Linked DNA regions of Mus musculus: region 1 is linked to region 2. The links are chromatin contacts, called in public promoter capture Hi-C maps. All regions are on one chromosome and are shown on one strand. Each heading gives the region's core, a stretch centred on a gene start, on an enhancer-like site or on the middle of the called end of the contact. The rest is flanking DNA. Distances are from core to core; before and after follow the strand shown.

The links. Promoter capture Hi-C pulls out the DNA fragments that hold promoters and counts their contacts.
Region 1: a promoter capture Hi-C map of neutrophils shows a contact between it and region 2, with 4 times the contacts expected there. The contact joins the promoter of Mast3 here to the promoter of Rex1bd in region 2. A contact is called at or near these places in 3 of 39 promoter capture datasets (embryonic stem cells, neural stem cells and neutrophils), 2 of 484 Hi-C or Micro-C datasets (CD4 T cells and embryonic stem cells), 3 of 115 datasets of contacts at active chromatin or transcription factors (embryonic stem cells and pancreatic cancer cells) and 3 of 9 other capture datasets (adipose tissue, liver and pancreatic islet).

Annotation. Positions count from the first base shown.
Region 1 is chr8:70,790,136-70,793,907 of GRCm38.p6, forward strand. It overlaps Mast3 (microtubule associated serine/threonine kinase 3), which reads right to left and starts at 2,298. Exons shown (of 26, transcript NM_199308.2): 1 at 2,091-2,298. The coding sequence starts at 2,179.
Region 2 is chr8:70,504,938-70,508,400 of GRCm38.p6, forward strand. Rex1bd (required for excision 1-B domain containing) reads right to left here and starts at 1,815. Exons shown (of 5, transcript NM_025577.3): 1 at 1,725-1,815; 2 at 1,560-1,642; 3 at 819-1,023; 4 at 47-123. The coding sequence starts at 1,796. Uba52 (ubiquitin A-52 residue ribosomal protein fusion product 1) reads right to left here. Exons shown (of 4, transcript NM_019883.4): 4 at 3,326-3,463. The coding sequence ends at 3,395.

The DNA of each region.
Region 1 (3,772 bases), core at 1,048-3,547, 290 kb after region 2:
AGTTGGGAGTGTGCTGTGGCTGGCTGCAAGCTGGCCCAGACCAACCACGATGCCCCTGTGGTTGGTCCCTTTAAGGGGTTTCTGAGACCCATTGGGAGTCACCCCTAGGCAAATACCCCTTCTTTTTGTTATTTTGAGACAGGGTTTTTCAGTGGAGTTCTGGCTGTCCTGGGAATCACTCTGTAGACCAGGCTGGTTTGAACTCACAGAACCTGCCTCTGCAGTCTTAAAAGTACTGGGATTAAAGGTGTGTGACACCACACCCAGCACAAACATATCTTCTTATTCTTGAGACAGTCTCATATAGCACAGGCTGGCCTTGGGACAGACTCAGAGGTGACTCTCAATGCCTGATCTCCTACGATGACACATGGGACACAAACTGTTTCAACGTTCCCTTTCCATCCTCATTACCACCATATGACATGGTGGGAGAACACCCATCTAGCCTTGTGGGGACACTGTCAGGTGACTAGGACACACTGACTTCTTCCTTCCCAGCCCCTGGCCTTTCATCTTACACCATGATGGCAGCCAGGCACACCCAGATGTCTGGTGGAGACAGGAGATGCCCAGAGGCTGTGGTTGTAGGAAGCCAGCTCCACTCCCCCTCCCTGTCCCTGAACCTGCTGTCCCTACCTTCCCAAGATCCTGCCAAAGAGCTAATGCTTCAGTCTGTGGTATCACACCCCTTCAATCCAGTCTCTGAATTGGGGGCTACAGTGTGGGCTACATACAAACCCATGTCCCTTTCGGCCCACCTGCCCTGATCCCCCAGCCCAGGTCTCTGGCCCGTTCTGCCCACCAGACCCTGAGCTTCGCCTCCACCTTGGCAGAGTTGAAGTCACAGGGATCCTGCCCTCCTTCCCAGCCCCCTACAGTCACCCAGCAACGGCGGCTCTGACTGAAGGCAAGGAGAGCAGCCCACACAGCCCTCCACCAACGCAGCTCTGTAAAAGTGTCAGGGAGGGAGCGACAGGAGGGGCCCTAAGGAGGCAGGGAGGGTTTTGGGTAACAGAAGGGCAGTTTGCAGGCCAAGATAGGAGGTGCCGCAGGCAGCAAAGGGCATAGGTTTTAGGGAGCTGAGCCCAGCCTGTCTGTTGCTGCAGGAGGCTCTGTTTTCCCCATCAGGACAACCAGAAGGTGCACAAAATCAACACACCCTGTGAAGCTGGCCTTGGGGGACCTATGCTCTAAGAGCCTGCCTACAGGAGGCCACGCCCCCAGAGTCAGCTAAGCCACAGGTGTGGACACAGTACAAACCAGCATTGAGCTGGGGGACCCACCAACTGTACCTGCTCTTCACACAGGGAAATCGGGGCTACCAGCTACCAAGAGGGTAAAGAATTGCCCCCTAGGCTGAAGTGTGGGTGCAGAAGCGGAACCCAAAGGGCCCTGCAAGACTTCCTGTCGCCCCCCCTCTGCACACGACACACACTGGCAGCCACATCCTCTCCCTGCCCTGCTGTCCCATGGTCCTGCACCGGTAGCCAATGAGACTGGTTGGTTCCTTTCCCTTATGCTTAGACAAGACCTTGAAAACAACCATATTGGACGCCTCAGAGAACCTGGATCATCTCACTTGAGCACACATTAAATGCCAACTGCTTACACTGTTCCTTGCTCTAAAAGGCCTGTAAGCCATGGTAGGCACCACACTATCTCAAGGCCCAGTCGAAGCTTTGGATCGAGCACTCAGGGTCCTTGCATCTCAGACTTTTCCCAACTATGCTAACCTAAATACAGAGAAACACAAGCACAGAGAGGTTGAAGAACTACCTGGAGTCACACCGCACGGTAAAAGCTATCTTACAATTAGAACCTGGGTCGACAGTTGAGGCACCATCTCTCTTGGCCTCTGTGCCTTGCAAAGGAGGACCTGGGCCGAGGAGAAGCATGCCTTCTTGGCTGTAGACCTGCCACCCACTCGTCAGTCTGGGCCATGAGTATTTGCATCTGCGCCAACATTTCCGCTGAGTGTCCAGAACAGACTGCTTCATTCTTCCCAAATTCATCGCTTTGCAAGGCCCGAGTCCCAAGTTCAAATACCGGCGTCCACAGCTAGACCCTGCGCCCCAAGCCGTCCCTACCTTTTGGAACGCTGTAGCAGCGCACCCTTGGCCAGGCGGCTGCGGTGCCCCGGGGCCGCGACCGCGGTCCAGTAGCTGGGGTCGGACATGCTGCCGCCCTCCGTCTGCCCGGGCCTCGGCCAGATCGGCCGGATTCGGCCTGAGCCCCGTAGAGCGGCCCAGTGGCCGCGGGCAACAAGGAGCGCGCGCGGTAGCAAGGAGGAAGCCCGGCTGGGAGCCCCGCCCAGTCACGGGGCGGAGCCTGAGGGGGCGTGGCGTCGTGATGGAGGAGGAAGGGGGGCGAGGCGTTGCTACAGTGCTAGGCGGGGCGTTGCTAGGGTCCCCAACTAAGGAGCTTTTGTTGCTACAGCTCTGCCGGAAGCGCTGGGATGGAGCGCAGTTAGAACCCGCCTGTCGGTGCCCAGCATTGCCAGGGCCTTGAGGGACAGCGCGGGGCGTTGCTAGGGCCCCGAGCAGATCGGCGCGGCGTAGTGGACGTTGCTAGGGCTCTGGGACTAACGTGAGCGTTGCTAGGCCCCCTAGCAGCACAGGCAGGGGTTTGCTAGGGTTCTGAGCATAGGGGGCGGGGTTACCTGGCCGTTGCTAGGGCTCTAGGTAGCAAGGGCGGGGCGTTGCTATGGACCTCAGCAACACAGGCAGGTTGTTGCTAGAGCTCTAAGCACCAGGAGAGGCACCCTGACAGGAGAGCGAGGCGTTGCTATGGACCTCAGCAGCCCAGGCAGGGCTTTGCTATGGTTCTGAGCATTGGGGGGGCGGGGCTACCTGGCCGTTGCTAGGGCACTGCGCGGTGAGGGCGGGGCGTCGCTAGGGCCACAACAAGCAGGTGGGGCGTTGCTAGGGCCTGGACGGCGGAGTAGAGCTTTGGCGGTGCTAGTAGTGCAGGCTGTGACGGGTCTGCCCTCTGACTTGGAGGTGTTAGCCCTGCCTGGCTCTTCCCCTTTCCTTCCCATCTGTATGATGTCTGCGATGAACGCAGTGTGCATGGCCACGAAAGCCATTACCAAAGGCGATAAGTCATATATACTACAAACCAAAGGAATATGTCCTTTTCCCCCAGGTCCTAGGTAGCCAGTGGTCATTCTGACAGCACCCGACTCCCTGGACTTTTAGACACCGGATCAGAGCCTTGCTCGGATTTGAAGCTCAGATCCTATATTTGGTGCAAGAAGATAGCTGGGGAAACTGAGGCACATGCACCCAGGTTTTCCCCAACTCATCCTTGTCAAGTCACTCTGAGACTCTGCCACGTCTCCTCCAGGCTCTTTGCCACGTCAGGCGTTTCCCATGCTGCTGGCTGCAGCACAAACCCATATCCAGTCATTTATTCACTTGATAAACATTTATTGAACACTTACAGTTTACCTGCCTCTGGGACATCTAGGGGTGACTTCAAGGTAGTCCTTGATCTCAGATAAGGAGACAGATGAAGAATGTCAAAGAGTAACTTCAAAGAAAGAGGGATATAGCTGTGCTGGCAGAATGCTTGCCTGGCATGGAGGGCTCCATCCCAGCCCTCACCACACTTTTGGAGGTGGTAACACACACCTGTTGTCACAGGACTTGAGGGGTACAGGTAGGAACTTAAGGCCAGCCTGGACGATATTTCTTTCTCAAGAAATAGCAAAGAAGGCAAGCAGACAGGCAACATAATAATTTTGACCATGAGAAAGAAGAGAATCAGT
Region 2 (3,463 bases), core at 565-3,064:
AAGGTGCCAATCTAAGGTGGCAAGCCAAGGGGCCAACAGGGCTCACTTTATTTTCAGCTGGTGCAACTTTTCAGGGTCCTGTTCTGACACTCCTGGTGTCCCCATCACCTGCAACAGTGCCACCTGGAGGAGGAAATGGGAGTTACAGTAGACAAAAGCCACACAGAGGGAAGGAGGGCCAGGAGTGGACTCTAAGGAGAGCAGAGCTTGAGTGGGAGGTAGCGTATGACTTGCTTTTAGGGCTCTCCTATGGAAGGAGGTACAGAATATGGTCACAGTTTGGAAAAACCAGGGAATGGTGGCAGGTATGGTGGGTGTGGCCTCCACCCCAGTGGCCGGACATGGAGTTCGAATTCTAGGATGGAAATGGAACTCTGCAGAGTTTGGGATTCTGCACTAAGAATTCCAGACCAAAGAGCTACATGGTTTACAGTGGGCAAGCTCCTCCCCTGCTACCACTGGCTATAAGGTTAGGGTAGGTGGGGTCTTGGGATCTGGGTCAAGGACCAAGGATGACAAGTGTCTGAGGATGTTTGTGGAAGAAGTAGTTTGTGGGTTCCAACGGTGATAACCCAGAGTTAGGGACTTAAACAGCCACAGTGGTCGATGCGTTGGGTTTCTGGAGTTCTTAGGACAGCTTTACAGAGGGGCTGGTATAATTAAGCAAAAATTTGGGAGGGAAATGTAGTTAGCCAGGAAAGAGTGGGAGAGGGCCCAAATGCATAGAGGTGTTTGGCAAAAATAGTAGTAGGTCGGGGTGGCTGGGAATGGGTTGTGGACCATGCCCCACTCTAAAAGGAGAGGGGTGGTGGTCTTACCGTGGCCAGGCGCGTCTGTTCTAGCTCCTGCAGGCTGCGCACGTGGCGGGCGAGCACCGGTTGCGCTCGAGGCCCTGCCAACTCTGCTTCCACTGCCAATACCTCCCGCGAGGCAGCGGCGAAGGCCTGGGTCACCTCGTGCACGACACTCCGGTAACTCGGGAAGTCATAGTGCTGACCACTGAGCAGGTACTGACGGTGAGCTCTGCAGTGGACCGGGAGGATGCTGAATCGACACGCTGACAAGCAGACCACGCTCCCTGCTCCAGCTACGTGGAAGATACCCCCGACTCGAAAGAGACAAACCCGAACTCCACAGACTGGGTCTGTCAGGACAGAGCTAGTGCTTAACCATCTCTGCACTCAGAGAAATGAGGGATCTTGTGGAGGGTCACACCACAGCTGCTCCCGCCAGGCCACGCCCACGGTCACATGCTGCTCTACACCTATCTACCCTGCTACTAAAAGCTACACCCTCAGCTCTACCCAACTCCCCCAAATAGACAGGCTTCAGTGTCACAGATCCTTTTACCCACCCTTCTAGACTTCGCTTTCAAGTACGCCCTGCTCCCGGCAGCAGCACTCCTGCATCTCCTGGACCAGATCTGGCTCTCTCCCCACCTCTTCCGACCAAGTCCACAACCTAGGTCCTCCCAGCCACGCCTCCAGCCGCCTCCCCTCAGGTCCCCCTCAGGCAAGCTCTCCCAGGGCCCGCCCCCTCCTCCAGCCCAGCCCGCTCACTGGTCTAGACGGCGGAAGGCCTGTGCGCGTTCATTCTGAAGCTGCTGAATCCTCTGCACCAGTGTAGCGATCGGGGCGTCTCTCTATGGGGGTGTGGGGCCATGAAGCCGGAGTCCTGAGCCCATCCCGCCACCCCGCGCCCGTCCCACCCGCAACCGGGCTCACCCAGGCCCACGCGGACTCCGCAGACCCGGGACCGTCTGCAGCAGCCAACACCTCTGTGGCGGCGGTGAGCATGACTGCGCAGTCAAGTGGCACTAGGGAATGGCCGCTGCGCCCCCTGCCGGCCGGGAGGTCCACCACCAGCCCGCGCGCCTTTGAATTCGTTTTTTTTTTTTTTTTTTTTTGAGACAGGTTTTCTGTGTAGCCCTGGCTGTCCCTGCCTCTGCCTCCCAAGTGCTGGGATTAAAGGCGTGTGTCACCACCGCCTGGTGGAACTCTAAATAGTTTCTAAAGCAACTAAATGGTTAGTTCCAGGGCTGTGTACATCCGCCAGATCCTTGCAACAAGCGGGGCTCGAATAGGGCCTAAATCGAAGTTAAGGCCACAAGTATTTCTGTACCGGTGATGCTTACGAATGTAGTTGAACCAGTTTTGGTTTCAGTGGCTGAGTACTAGTTGCTGTTGCAGGACTGAACCCAATGACACTACCCACATAGCCACTCACACCTATATGCAGGACACCTAATGCACCCCCAGCCCCCCAGACAGGGTTTCTCTGTATAGCCCTGGCTGTCCTGGAACTCATTTTGTAGAGCAGGCTGGCCTTGAACTCAGAAATCCGCTTGCCTCTGCCTACAGAGTGATGGGATTAAAGTGCACCACCATGCCCATCACGCATTTTTTTTTTAAAAGTATTTATTATATGTAAGTACACTGTAGCTGTCTTCAGACACACCAGAAGAGGCATCAGATCAATTATGGATGGTTGAGCCACCATGTGGTTACTGGGAATTGAACTCAGGACCTCTGGAAGAGCAGTCAATCAGTGCTCTTAACCACTGAGCCACTTCTCCAGCCCCTAACAAACCTTTTGATGTCATCTCACATAGTGCACACAAACCATCCATTCAGATTATACCTTTGAAATGGGATTCCCAGCACCGGGGAGGTAGGATATACTCTGAAAGCTTCCTTCCCTAAATTACTTTGGAGATGTTGGTTGCACATACATGGGGGATTTGCAAGCTGCTGGCAACCAGGTTCGAACCCACGGAACCTTCCAAATGACAAGACAGACTGCATACCTGAAGTCAATTACAAGCAACATGGCCTGTCTAAGACTCCCCACGATGGGTGAAATGGTCCTAGACGCCCTAGAGTACCCAGCTACTCATGCAAAAGTGTGCCTGATACTCAAAAATCAAAGGTAGATGAGGCGGCCTCATAAACTCATATAAAGTGTGTTGCCTGTAGTCCCTGGTGCCATGCCTGATGGTGAACTCTATCAGGTTGTCCAGCAACTTAACTGGCGTACAGAGTACTGAGTCAGGTGAACTGCTCCCCCAGAGACCCTAAATTGTGGCCCCACACATCAGAGCCAAGACAAGATCTGTAAGCACAGCCTGCCTCCCCACAGCAGCACTGTGTGGGCTCCACCTTTACATGGTTCCAAGGCTTGCAAGTTCTAACCCACTGGTTCACCCTGCTGCCCAGTACCAGTCTTTACTGCCTCCCCAGCCTCCAAGGTTCAAGGGCAGCCTAGGCTACATGGTGAGATCCCCTCCCCACCGATCCCTCAACAGAACAGTCACTCTAGACACCAATTACTGCTCCAGTGGATGGAAGGGGACTTTATTTGGTCCCGGGGTCACATGCCAGGTATGACCACAGCTTTATTTGACCTTCTTCTTGGGGCGCAGGTTGTTGGTATGGCCGCACTTCTTCTTGCGGCAGTTGACTGC